4 separate regions of the Mus musculus genome follow, and regions 1, 3 and 4 are each linked to region 2. The links are chromatin contacts, called in public promoter capture Hi-C maps. All regions are on one chromosome and are shown on one strand. Each heading gives the region's core, a stretch centred on a gene start, on an enhancer-like site or on the middle of the called end of the contact. The rest is flanking DNA. Distances are from core to core; before and after follow the strand shown.

Evidence for each region. Promoter capture Hi-C pulls out the DNA fragments that hold promoters and counts their contacts. Capture Hi-C pulls out chosen DNA fragments and counts their contacts.
Region 1: a contact with region 2 is called in a promoter capture Hi-C map of liver, with 4 times the contacts expected there. The contact joins the promoter of Pop4 here to the promoter of Zfp507 in region 2. A contact is called at or near these places in 1 of 484 Hi-C or Micro-C datasets (CD4 T cells) and 2 of 9 other capture datasets (adipose tissue and liver).
Region 3: a contact with region 2 is called in a promoter capture Hi-C map of adipose tissue, with 6 times the contacts expected there. The contact joins the promoter of Plekhf1 here to the promoter of Zfp507 in region 2. A contact is called at or near these places in 3 of 39 promoter capture datasets (embryonic stem cells, liver and pre-B cells), 2 of 115 datasets of contacts at active chromatin or transcription factors (embryonic stem cells and epiblast stem cells) and 1 of 9 other capture datasets (adipose tissue).
Region 4: a promoter capture Hi-C map of liver shows a contact between it and region 2, with 4 times the contacts expected there. The contact joins the enhancer-like site here to the promoter of Zfp507 in region 2. A contact is called at or near these places in 13 of 39 promoter capture datasets (the 3T3-L1 cell line, 3T3-L1-derived adipocytes, the C10 cell line and 9 more), 1 of 484 Hi-C or Micro-C datasets (B cells), 1 of 115 datasets of contacts at active chromatin or transcription factors (large pre-B cells) and 1 of 9 other capture datasets (embryonic tail).

The regions. Positions count from the first base shown.
Region 1 is chr7:38,269,928-38,272,882 of GRCm38.p6, reverse strand. Pop4 (processing of precursor 4, ribonuclease P/MRP family, (S. cerevisiae)) reads left to right here and starts at 1,535. Exons shown (of 7, transcript NM_025390.4): 1 at 1,535-1,736. The coding sequence starts at 1,730.
Region 2 is chr7:35,801,664-35,805,043 of GRCm38.p6, reverse strand. It overlaps Zfp507 (zinc finger protein 507), which reads left to right and starts at 2,055. Exons shown (of 7, transcript NM_177739.3): 1 at 2,055-2,210. It overlaps E130304I02Rik (RIKEN cDNA E130304I02 gene), which reads right to left and starts at 2,452. Exons shown (of 3, transcript NR_033567.1): 1 at 2,023-2,452.
Region 3 is chr7:38,226,245-38,229,396 of GRCm38.p6, reverse strand. Plekhf1 (pleckstrin homology domain containing, family F (with FYVE domain) member 1) reads left to right here and starts at 1,403. Exons shown (of 2, transcript NM_024413.2): 1 at 1,403-1,456.
Region 4 is chr7:37,960,127-37,963,230 of GRCm38.p6, reverse strand. It overlaps Uri1 (URI1, prefoldin-like chaperone), which reads left to right. Exons shown (of 11, transcript NM_011274.5): 10 at 522-765; 11 at 1,534-3,104. The coding sequence ends at 1,716. Among named protein-coding and RNA genes, the nearest start is that of Uri1, 58 kb to the left of the region's middle. Within about 2 kb of position 1,745, at least 9 of the 459 cell types and tissues checked have an H3K27ac peak or open chromatin away from gene starts, as enhancers often do. A contact at or near this core is called in liver, where this site is marked.

The sequences.
Region 1 (2,955 bases), core at 286-2,785, 2.5 Mb before region 2:
AATTAAAAAAAAAAACCACATCCTACTGTAATCTGAGAATCACAGGGAACAGTGACATATACCCAAAGCTATGCTAGATATTTGAAAGGGTCCATTAAAAGACTCCTAATAACTGGTCTAGAGAAAAGGCTAGCCTGGGCCTTTGTGTCCCAGATCTTTGAGAATCACTTTTGTCTTTTATCATAATGACAGACACTAATGTTCCAAGTCTGAAGAATGCCTTCTAGACTGGATATAATAAGATAGACTATAAATTCCAATGCTCCAGAAGGCCAGGCAGGAATGTTGCACTTTCAAGCTCAGCCTAGACCACAAAGCAAGTGTCTGGGACACTGTCTTCAGTGAAAAAGAATCAATTTTTTAAAAGAGCAAACATTTTGAGACCAATGGGGTAAGATGCAATGAGCACAGGAAAGAAAGGAAGGGAGGGAGGGAGGGAGGGAGGGAGGGAGGGAGGGAGAGAGAGAGAGAGAGAGAGAGAGAGAGAGAGAGAGAGAGAGAGAGAGAGAGAGAGAGAAGAAAGAGAAGAAAGAAAGAAAGAAAGAAAGAAAGAAAGAAAGAAAGAAAGAAAGAAAGAAAGAGAGAGAGAAGAAGAAGAAGATAGGTGCCTTTTAGACATGTAAAACGTTTAACTAAGGAACCCCATGTAAAACGTTTAATTAAGGAACCCCAGTACACCCAAGGCAGCACCTGATAACCAGAACCCAGTTACATCACTCAAGACAACTAGACACAGTCCTAGAACCCCATGACACCCAGTGGACAGTGTATTAGTGGGCACCAAGAGCAATGCTCTGCTCTGCACAACTGAAGAGAAGCCACCTTCATCTGCCCTGCGGCTGGAGAGTAATCTGACACTCCAATCAAAAACTTCTGTTGGAGACTGGACCTGACCTTCAGCTAAGATAAGTCACACAGGAGGGTAGCCTTGGGGAGATAGGCTTAGGTAGTTAGGAATTTAGGGGGTGAACCTATGAAATGACCGTTTGCATAATAAAATGTAACTTTTGTTATACTAGCTACACTAACTACACGTCTCTACCTTCTTGCATCCGATAGCAAATAAACCTACTCTTTTTCTTTACTAATAGGAAAAAGACCTTTGAACGAGGTCATAAAAGTATTTAGTAGCAGAAACAGGACTAAATACCCCCGGCCACCAGTACAAAATATGACTAGTATTCTCGGGAGTAAATTCTAGATTACCCAGGGCAACACTGTAAGCCTCTTGCTTAAAAAAAAAAAAAAAGGAATCCCACAGTCGTTACCGCCGATATCCCCGGCCAACTTGTGCCCTCCCTCGTCCCCAATCTCCCTCGCGTCCTCTCTATGGCAGCTTGCTCTCGCTACATTTCATTAATCCTGACCCCCCAACACGACTACTCCAGTTACAGACACTTGCATACTGAACACCACAGCAGACCCGCAAAATCCGCTCCTCTCTCAACCACAGAGCCTGTGCCAGTGACGGACGCACACAGATGCCGTCGCGTCAATGACGTCAGAGAGGCGCCCGATCCGAAATCTGGTCGCCATCCCCTGACGCAGGGTGGAGCAAGTCCGTGCACTTTGTTAATTGTCTCTTGGGCTTATCGGATTTTTCCAGTGGAATTTTAAACAAAAAAGCAGCGTCCCGGCGGGAGAAAGCCGCTGAACAAAGCGAAGAAAGGAAAGGAATGAGTGAGGCCTGAAGGAGACATCGCCAGAGAGCTCCGGAAGCTGGCCGACAATGAAGGGTAAGTGGGATGAGGGACGCGGAGCGGGGCCGGGGTGGGAATATAGAACCTCGGAACTAGAAGTTGGCTTGGGAAATGAATCAGGGATACCTGTCTCAACAGAGTCCTAAGGCAACTTCCAGGGAATTACCTTAGTACACAAAAGAAATGGAGGCCCGGAGTCTGAATCCGCCGTCTCAGTCTCTTAGCTAGGAATAAATGTCAGGATCGAGTTTGTGTGCTCTCCTCAGGGGCCTCTCGGGGGAACTAGAAGAGATGGGTCCAAGTTCTTGACCGGACCTAGCTACTACCTTCCCGTATAACTTCTGTCAAGGACCTGCACCCCTCTGCCACCTGGTTTTCACCCTTGCCCCTGTAAAAAGCTGCTGAGGGGCAGTATCGTACACCTAAGGCTTTGGAATTTGAGCCGAAAAGAGCTGTGCCCAGAAGGGCAGCCAAGCACTGGGGCAGTACTAGAGGAGAGAGGTAAAGATATTGCCTCTGATTTGGTGATTCATGCCCTTTTTGTCTGAGAACAAGTTTCTTAGCGTGTCTCAGCTACCACTTTATTATGTGCATAACAAAGAAGAGCTACTGTTAAAAATTGCTTAGAAAGATTAATGACATTAAGATAATATATATGCACACTCACTCAACCAACCGCTTGACAAGCTGTGAGTGTCCCACACCTACTGCATGTTGCAGAAAGACTTTCAACTTTGATGCGAGGCATCTGGGGTAAATAAAACAAAGTTCTTCCTGGGATTCCAGCCCCTGCATGTTTATCACAATAAAGTTCAATCTTGATCCATTGTTCAAGAGAGAGCTAGATTCTGTATATAAAACTTGTGGTACCTTGGTTTGTTTGCTTGGGTCAAGCATATACTCAGGGAGACAGAGATGGATTGTTTGTTTGTTTGTTTGTTTCTTATTGTTGCTGTTGGGATAAAGTCAGCTATGTACTCCTGACTAGCCTGGAGCTCACCGTGTGAACCAGCTCGGCCTCTACCTCTCAAGTAATGGGATGGATCAACCATGTGTGCCGCCACACCCAGCTCAGAAGTGCAGTGTATAGGGTGTAGTGTGAACTGCACTTTCTGGTCATGGGCCCTTCCTTTTCCCATTTACTCCTGTAGTCTCTGCCCCAGTGCCACCATGATGATTGCCTCCAAACAAATAAGAAACAGGATTGTGGAGGTTTAAAGAGGTTTCATCATCATGAAGATAGTATGTAGAGTTT
Region 2 (3,380 bases), core at 806-3,305:
ACAAACAAAGGAAGGGCTCCAAGTGCCCAGGCTGTTGCAACCTCCTCCTCTGATGCTGCCAGCCACCCCAGTCCCCTCAGTCCCCAGTACGCTCAGCTCTTGGGCACAAACCCAGCTTACTGCTGACATATCATCACCCTTCGCCTACAGTCTATAAAACTACCTCACCCTAGTCCGGATGCACGATTTGCCCCGCCCGGTTCTTTGCGACCCGACCCGTGGATCCCACCTGAGAACGGCATCTAATAAACCTGGCTTTATCTATCTCTAGTCTGGTCTAATCTGGTCTATATCTGCGTCATCTGTAGCGAGAAGAAGCCCATCCATGAGCTGAGGGGGTGTGAGCTGCCTGGCATGGGTGCTGAGAACCAATACGTCTTCTGCAAGAGCAGAATCCACTCTTAACCATTCAGTCATCTCTGTAACCCCCCAGCTGGTAAACTTTTATCCAGAGACACAGCAAATAAGATGGCTGCCGTACCTAAACCATTACTTTTTCGTATGTATTTTGACGACTCAAAACCCAACCTGCTTGAAGTGGGTTCTAAATATACCAGGAAACATCCAAAAGGTATCTCACCTAACAAGGCCAGCCTGGCGCTATCACTACGATCCTCCCTAAAGTCCTTCCTCTGGCCACGCCCACCCATTGAATCCAGACCCAAGCTCGTGGCTCTGCCATTCCTGCTAGCCCCTACCTGCCGGCTTATTCTTGGGTTGAAAGCTGGGTGAGATTGCTTCTCTCAGTTTGTATTCATGGTATTAGCACAGGACCCAACAGGGTTTGTTACAGCAGAGCAGATACTTCACGGAAACAGATCCAAACGACAAACATGACGGCTCGCTCGGAGTTATTACCGCAAGCTCACCAAGTCAGACCTTACAACTCCTGAAAAATCTTTCAAGGACCGCAAGAAGGTTCAGTTGGTAAAAGAACTTTCTATCAAAGCTGCAACCCGAGTTCAACCCTTGGGACCTACACGGGAGAAAAAGTGAACCAACTCCAGAAAATTGTCCTCTGTCTTCCACACACGAATCAATAAATGCTTTTTTAAATTTTAAACATAAAAAAAAAAAAGAAAGTATTTTTGACCCAGAGCCAGCACTGCCTCTCATCAGACATACGGTTAGGACCTCTACATTTTTCAGCATACGATGCCTGAAAAAAATAATAGCTCCAATTAGAGCCTGGTATGGTGGAGACACATCTACTCTCCCAAGCTACCCTGGAGGGCTGAGGCAGGAGGTTCACAACTTCAAATGTCTGCCTGGGCTAACTACATAAGGAATTAGAAGCCAGGATGAGTTGTTTCAGGAAACTCAATAGCTCAGTGGAAGAGCATTTATCTAGGAGGTATGTGGTTCAATGGGTAAAGGTACTCGCTGCCAAGTCTGAAGGTTTGAGTTCAATATCAGAACCCATACCATGGAAGGAAAGAACAGACTCCTGAAAATTCTCCTCTGACCACAAGTCTCCACAAATAACAATAAATAAATACGTAGATAATATTTTGTGTGTGTGAATGGCTTACTTATCTGTATACCTGAGCACCATGTGTGTGTCTGGAGTCTGTGGAGGTCAGAAGAAGGCCAGAGCTTCTGAGTCCCTGGAAGTGGAGTTACACATGGTTGTGAGCCACTGTATGAGTGCTGGAAACCAAACCTGTGTCCTCTATAAGAGCAACCACGGAGCCATCGCTCCAACCCTCGCTCCAGCCATCACTCCAGCCATCGCTCCAGCCCTCGATAAACTTTAAAAAAAAAAAAAAAAAAAAAAGTCCAGCCAGATTCACAAGCACAAGGATGTAAAGAACGATGGGGTAAATGAGGGGATGAAGAATGCCCCAGCAGGTTGAGGCCACAGTGGATATCAACTGAGTTCTAGACCAACACCAGCTCTGACAGGACCTGGATGGCCACAGCATCTGCCCAGAGCCTTAAGGCCCTTTCTGCCAGAGGGCGTGGTCTGTGGTGGCTCCACCCCACCACAGCCCCGCCCACGCCGCGCGCCTCCAGGCTCACCTGACCGGCTCGCCGCTCACGTGATCTGTCTCGGCGCCGCCATCTTGGAGCCACGGCCGAGGAAGGGGCAAAAAGGGGGAAAGAGAGGGAAAGGAGTCGGGAGCGAGGCGGACGAGGGCGAGGGTACGGTGGGGTCCCGGCCGGCCAAAGGAGGCTCGCAGGAGCAGCAGCCCGCCGCCCGACCGCAGGTACCGCGCCCCGGGCCGCCCCTCCGCTTGAGCGCCGCCGGCCATGTGCGGCCTCGCTGGTGACGCCCGCTTCCTCCTCGCCGGTGACGCCCGCGGCACTGCCACGCACCCGAGCCTGAGCTCCAGGGCCCTGTGTGTACTGTCGTCCCTCTGTCGGGCCTGTGGAGACCCCGGGCCCGCCGTGCCGCTGGGGGTGGGGGTCCCGTTGCTCCCCAGGTCCCGCTGAAGCGCCTTTGCCTTCTGGAGACGTGAAAGCGCTTAGGCCAGCCAGGATGGAGCTTAAGTTTCTTTAATCCCCCGTCCTTTAAGCACTGCGTGGTGTAGGAAATGCCAGCGCAAACGAAAAATAGCAATCGTGGCCTCCCACACGTACACATCCTCTGGGATTGACTGATCTTTCCAGAGATCGCTGAGACCATTGGTGAAAGTGCCCACCTTTCCAGACCTGGGGCATCCCGATCGTTGTTTGGAGTCCGAGGCCTGGGTGATTAATTAGGTCCAGGCAGCCACCCCCACCAAAGGTTGCTGACAGTGGACAGGAATTTGCTTTCAGTCTACATGGCCCAAGGCAATTACTGGATTTACCCCCTTTTCTGTCTGAGTTTGTACTTTCTACTCTACTGGTCTGATTCTGTGTATGGATTGCTATATTGATTAAAAAGAGAAAGTTTGACCCTTCATTCCTTTACCATGGTAACTCTGGAAACTCGGAGGATGCCCTAGCGGTGTACTAATTTTACTTAACTGTAATCGCTAAGTTACTTTCTAAGGGAACCGAATAAGCCTACTTTAAAGCAACAATAGGAAAACAGTAGCCAAAAAAAAAAAGGAGGACCAGGGCAGGAAACTGCTTTGGAGAATATATAGGTCAAGCCACGTTGTCGCATCTTTTCATGGTACTCTTCTGCCCACTGTGTTTGACTAATTTACATAATCACCCCTTAGGCTGTAATTTCGGTTAAAGTTAGAATAGCAATATGTCATTTATTATTCCATATTGGTTAGAAAATTATGTCAGTAAAAGCAGTAGTTTGCTGAGTGAATTACTTACATGGAGGGGGAGGTTTAAAATATACAATTGTTAGAAGTTTTCCAGGCTGATTTGTTTTAGCTTCTGCAAAATCCTCTACTTGTTAAGTAAATTATGTAAATTTGCCTCACACAATTACA
Region 3 (3,152 bases), core at 154-2,653, 2.4 Mb before region 2:
GTTATTATATTGTAATTTAGCATTACAATATAAGCAAACGACCAGACCTCTGCATAAATAAACCAATATTGCCAAATCCTTGATTGACTGACTGAGACAAGGTCTCATTATGTAGCTCAGGCTGCCCTCAAACTCCATCCTCCTGCCTCAGCCTCCTGCGTGCTGAGATCACAGGCATATGACACCCAGATCCCTAAATCTTATGATTAAAGATGAGCTAAAGTCAGGGCTGGAGATATAATATCTCACTGGTGGAGTACTTCTCTAGAACTTGAGATTGTGAGTTTACTGGAGGGGGGGCTAAAAGTCTCTATTTTTATGTGTCTTCTCCCCATCTGAAATATTCACAGCAGTGCATTTTGTAAATGATTAAACAAACTTCAAACCTAAAAGAAATATCAATAAGCGCTGGTGGGGTAAGGATGTGGGGGATGGTAGGGATTAAGGGACAGTTTAGGGAAGGGTCTGCCCCTAACACCATCACCAGAGGGCCACACCATCCCCTTCCAAACCCAGTTTGGTCTTGGCCCAGCGGGTACCAGGCTAACCAGAGCTAGTCCCTCTTCAATGTAACCAGTTTAGCAACACAAACTGACACTATAGACTAATATTAGCCCAGCAGTCTAGAGACAGAGGCAAGGCTTCTATGAGTTCAGGGATAGCCTAGTCTACATATAGAATTTCTGGTCAGCCAGGGGTAACAAGACAATAAAAAATGGATGGAGTTGAGAACTGCTGCTTTGTGGCCAAGGAGACCTCTCTGAGGAGGTGACACTGAAATGACAAAGGAGGGAGAGGGCGAAGGGTGGGAGTGGTTTTTAAGGAACCAGAAGACAGTGGATGAGAATTGCGTGGGGGCAGGTGAGATGGGAAAGCAGCCTTGGAATTGAGTTCTAAGTGACACCAGTAGCCAGGGCGGGGTACCTGTTCGTCTTGGATCTACACGATGAATGCCTGGGGTCCACTAAACTAATTTCCTCCCGTGTACTTTTGACATTTTCCTCTAGGAAAAAAATTATAAAGTTCTGTTGATCGTTAAGAAAACGTGTGTCTCTGTGGCTGAAAAGAGTAACATCATAGTAACAGGGGCACCTGAGGGCCCACCACTCCGTCATGCCTGCTTCCCTCACAGGCTGTTCCTCTGACCAGCGCCGACTCAGTCTTGAGTGTGGCGACCAGCAAAGCTGGGAACCGGACTCCAACCAGGAATCAGCCCATCGTCCCCACGCACAACCGCTGCTGACCCGTTTACGGTCCAGCGGTTTAATTACGCCCGCGCACATTTCTGGAGAACTCGGGCCGGCTCCGCCCCCGCCTGCGTGCCAGGGCTTCGATTGGTCCAGAGTCCCTCGAAGGGGCGTGACCAGAGAATTGGAACCCGGAGGCGTGGGCGGCGCAGGGATTGGCGGGCGCCAGTTCGGGACTGGCTGTGCGGACGCGGAGGTTCCTACGGGAGGTAAGCAGGCTACGGAGGGGGAGAGCGCTCCCCTTCCGCCCTCCACCCTGCCAGGTCTGCAGCTGTGGGTAGAGGTGGCCTCAGGAACCCGCATCTGGGGCTCCACTGGAGCAGAGGCTGCTCGCTGTTTTCTGACTTGGGAAGGGGTTGACAGCTGGGACTCTAGGGCCACTGAGTCCCAGGACTGTGCGCGAGTTGGAGAAGGGTTCTCCGCAGAGTCTCTACCCTCTCCTTATCCCGTGATGTTCCGGGAACCTCGTCTTGGCCAGAGACGTCTTGGGTTGGGAGGGACGGTTCTCAATAGCCTCGGATTTGGGACCCTGAAGAGTTTGAGTTCGCGACTCTTCATATAGGAAGTTATTGGTGTGGGACCGGGCCTGGATTCTCCTAGGGAGTAACTGAAGTACAATAAAGAGGTGTCCCCAGGCCTTAGCAGGAGGGAAACCGGCAGTTCCAAGTCTCAGTGGAATGTGTGCACTCCCCGGAGAGGGCGCAGTCCTTAGAATGTGAACAAAACCGGTATCAGATTCTACCCGGTCAGAGGCTGCAGAGGAGGGGCGATCAGTGCTAGAGTCAAGACCCCTGCGGTTTTTGTAAGCTGAAGTGCTTCATTTGCTGTGCGTCCTGCCCACGTCAGCCCTCAGAGCTGCTCAGAGTGGCTAGGCCAGTTAGTTGTCTGAGCACTGGGACCTGGCCAACCCTGTCCCGCCAAGGAAGGAGGGGTTTGGCATTGTGGCCTGCGGGATGGGACTGACTACCCTGTGTGTTATGCGGTGAAAGACACCAAAGTCAGGCAGTAGGAAAGACTACACACTCTGGATTTTAAGAACTTCTGACCCAGGGCATGTTTTTTTTGTTGTTGTTGTTTGTTTGTTTGTTTGTTTGTTTGTTTTTTGGGGGGGTGGGGGCGTGTTGTTTTGTTTACTAGGGCCAAAAGTTTCAGAAGTTATTGTCTCCTTTTCATCATGTGAATTCCCGGGATAGGACATGGCCACAAACACCAGGTTACCCAAAAGATTTTGCTTTTTTTGAGATAAGGTCTCCTTGTATAGTCCAGATTGACCTACAACTCTCTACCTTCCTATCTAATCTTACCAGATGCTAGATTATAGGAATGCCCTCTGGGCCAAAGTTTTTCTACCTTGGCTCAGAGTTTATCTGGAAGCTGGGCCCACTCCTGAGGTTCTTGGGTGGTGACTGTGAAGTGGCTCATGGGCACGGAGTTACAGCCATGCTTTGTGCTTAATTAACATTGTGTCTAGCAAACAGTGGGTGCTAAGAAAGTAGCACCTAAGGGTTTATTTTCCTTAATCTGTTCTCCTGGAGGAAGATTCTAGAAGGTCTCAGTGACTCTGTTGGGTGGTGCCACTCCCTTAGTACCCTTGTAATAACTCTGGAATGCTCACACTGGCCTGTGGACCTGCAAGACAGGCCCTGCCTGCCCCTTGTAACCTTACCTCTTACTCCCGTACCTCACTCCTTCCTGAGTTCAGGGCCCCAGACCTCTCTTAAGGGCTGTACTGCAGTGAGCAAGAGGGCTTGAGGACTTGCATCAGGACAGAACCCATATTGTTGTGAGCCACATCCACACGCAAGGTGTCTTGTGCATTTTACCAGTAAGGGGCCAGAGAGTAAATACATGTTAGATTGTGTTAGTCTGAGTGTGGTTGTATTTCACTAAGGTTGCATTTAGGAA
Region 4 (3,104 bases), core at 496-2,995, 2.2 Mb before region 2:
CACTGAAGAGTTGGAAGCTGGTATTCTTGTCTGTCACAACTGTCATGAGTTTGTCTCGTATTCACCTGTCATAGCAGGGAACAGTTACACTGTCCAGTTTGAAATGCCTACCATTTTATTACCCATATTTACAAACTGGTGAAAATTCCTGGTGTTTTGAAGTAGGTGTATAAAATTCTTTTTGGCAAATCAAGCTGTTCTCACCTGGGACATATAAATAACATGCTGTATTTTATTGGGTCCAAAATTCAGCTTTGAAAAGTAACATAAGGTACATTCAGTGTAGTTGTAAATGTACTCTGACTGTGACATTTAGAGAAGACATTTTAGCAAGGAAACTGAATGGAATTGGTGAGACGTGTGATTCCAGCATTGGGAGGTGGGGGTGGCAGAACCAGGGGTGAAAAGTGAGCTTGGGTTGCATGAGACCCTGCCTCAAACAAACGTCTCAACAAAAACAAGTTGTAGGTTAATTTACAGTTACAAGCCCTTAAAATGGAGTTGTTTTTTGAATGCTGTAGAGTCTTCGTGGATGTTGTGAATGGAGAATATGTTCCTCGCAAGTCAATCCTCAAGTCTCGCAGCCGAGAGAACAGCGTGTGCAGCGACACAAGTGAGAGCAGCGCTGCCGATGTGGAGGACCGGCGGGGGCTCCTGCGGAGCACCAGCTCTGAGGAGGCCGTGGCTACCGAGGCCGGCGGGAGCAGTTTGGACGAACTCCAAGAGAACCACCCCAAGAAGCCTTTGCCCTCAGGAGTGTCTGAGGTGTGTGTCTGTGTCTCTGTGGCATATCTCACAGGCTTGCTCTTTACACTTCAAAGTTCTCAGCTTGTGTTTAAGTTCTGAGGAGGGGAGACGGTCCAAATACTAGGTAGTTTTTAAGAAGTGACTCTCTGGTCTTCATTTTTCTTGATATATAAAGACACATCAAGACATTGTGGTGATATGTATGTCATTTAGTCTCATTTCAGTTGAACATAGTTGGCTTTGATTAGATGAAGTTCCACAAACACTTAGCCACAATGAAAGAGCTTTTTTGGTTTGGGTGACACATCTGACTTGTACCATTGGATTGATTGTCCTAGAATTTTAAAGCTATTTTGATTCACGTTAGTCTTAGCACCTCTAGTTTTTTAGTTTTTACGGGGGCAAAGTGCAATAAAGATCTTGAATAAATAACCTCCCCCCCCAAAGAAATGATGTCAGCATTGGTGAAACGAAGCTTCTGACTGTCAGACAGCAAGGAAGCAAGGGAGCCTGGGCAGAAGCCCGCCTCTTGTGCCCGTGTCGCTTCTGTGTTCACTGATGTTTTCTAGAGAGCTGGAGGTGTCAACCATAAAAAACTCCTTGAATTTGATGGTGTACTTAAGAAAAATAATATTACCTGGTTTCTTTGAACCATTAGTATTTTGATGTTTATTATCCAAAATTCTTGTTACCTTAGTTTAAAAAAAAAGGTCTTGGAAATGAAGGGTAAAGATTTTTGTGTGCGTCTTAGTTATATTTAACACCATATACACATTTGTCTTACAGGCTTTTTCTGGAACTGTAATAGAAAAAGAATTTTTATCACCCTCCCTAGCACCATACTCAGCCATTGCTCACCATGCCCTCCCCACCATTCCAGAGCGAAAAGAAGTTCCATCAGAAGTATCAGAGGAACCCACAAAGAGGGTGTCAAAGTTCAGAGCTGCCCGATTGCAGCAGAGAAGCTAGAGGGCTCCGCCTGCAGCTCCAGCTGCGCTTTAGGACATGCGGCGGATTCGGCCATGGAGTTGGGACGGCGTCCTGCTTGGCTGGGCAGAGCTCTCTCACCTTTATCAGTGGCATTGGGAAAGTCAAAGTAAATGTTTGAATGCTGTAATGTTCTGCTGGCTTCGTTAATTCTGTGACTACTGTCTAATTGGCCTTAGGATGCAGGAATAGCGTTTTGAGTTACTTTTCAAAGAATCCTGTCATATATTGTTTGTGTGTTTTCAACTAAACACAGGCAGTTTCGTACCAGCTGTGATGTTGTGCTTTCCATATGGACCATGTTAAAGACACTTTTAAAATCTCAAATAGATTCAACAATTATATTACTTGCTTTTACATTTTAAAGGCACTTTAAAAAAATCTACATTTCTTGTAGGTTTCACAGCTGTATGGTTCTTTGAAAAATTCTTCCTTTGAATGTCATACTGTAATCTTTAAGGCAAAAAGCTACACAAACCCTTTGGGAAAATTTGACTAGAAGAAGAATATTTTGTACAACTTTTTTTTTTTTGGAAGTAAAATTTTTATGAAACTTGGTTTCTAAAATGTTGTGAACTTCCTGGTTTAGATTGTGTATAAAATGTCTTTGATTTGTGTATAGGCCACACCACAGATTTTCAAAGTTTTCAAGTCCCACGAGCACCTCCTCTCCCCATACACACAGTTGTCATTGGCACCATTCTTTGGGGGGAAAAAGTTTGTCTAGATGCTTTAACACTTTGTTAAAGCACAGGCCTTTTGTTTGTTTGTTTGTTTGTTTTACATTTCAATCTTCCTCACATTTTCATTCTTCAAGGATGCTTTCCTACCAGTAAAAAAAAAGAAAGAAAGAAATATTATATTATATTTACTTGTAGCCAAACTCCTTAAAGAGACATTCAGTCTCAGGTTGACCATTACAGTGCAAGTGTTGATCATTAGCTTGATGCATGCTAAAATGTAGCTTTTAAAAAGCATTCCGCATCAGTACTAAAATAAGCCATCAACCCCAGTCCACCCTCTATTCACGGCTAAATAGTTAGAGGTTATTTATAGCTTCTTTAATGAATTCTTGCTTAAACAAAGTGAAATTATGTCCTAGAAAAGTCGCAGCTGTAACTAGAGCAGTGCCACTGTCAGAGTTTTATGAAATACATGCTTTAATGGTAAAATGGTATGCTAGGGTCCATGCTAGTTAATGGATAATGCAGAACAGGGGACTGAATTGGAAAGGCTGCCTAAAAATATAATAGCTCGGTTTTTCTAGCCGTTGTTGATCATCTGTACACATATTTTGTACTTAAAAACCACTTTTCTTTCCAATCACCTACTCTCAACCAGACTATCCCATCACACCGACTCTAGGCACA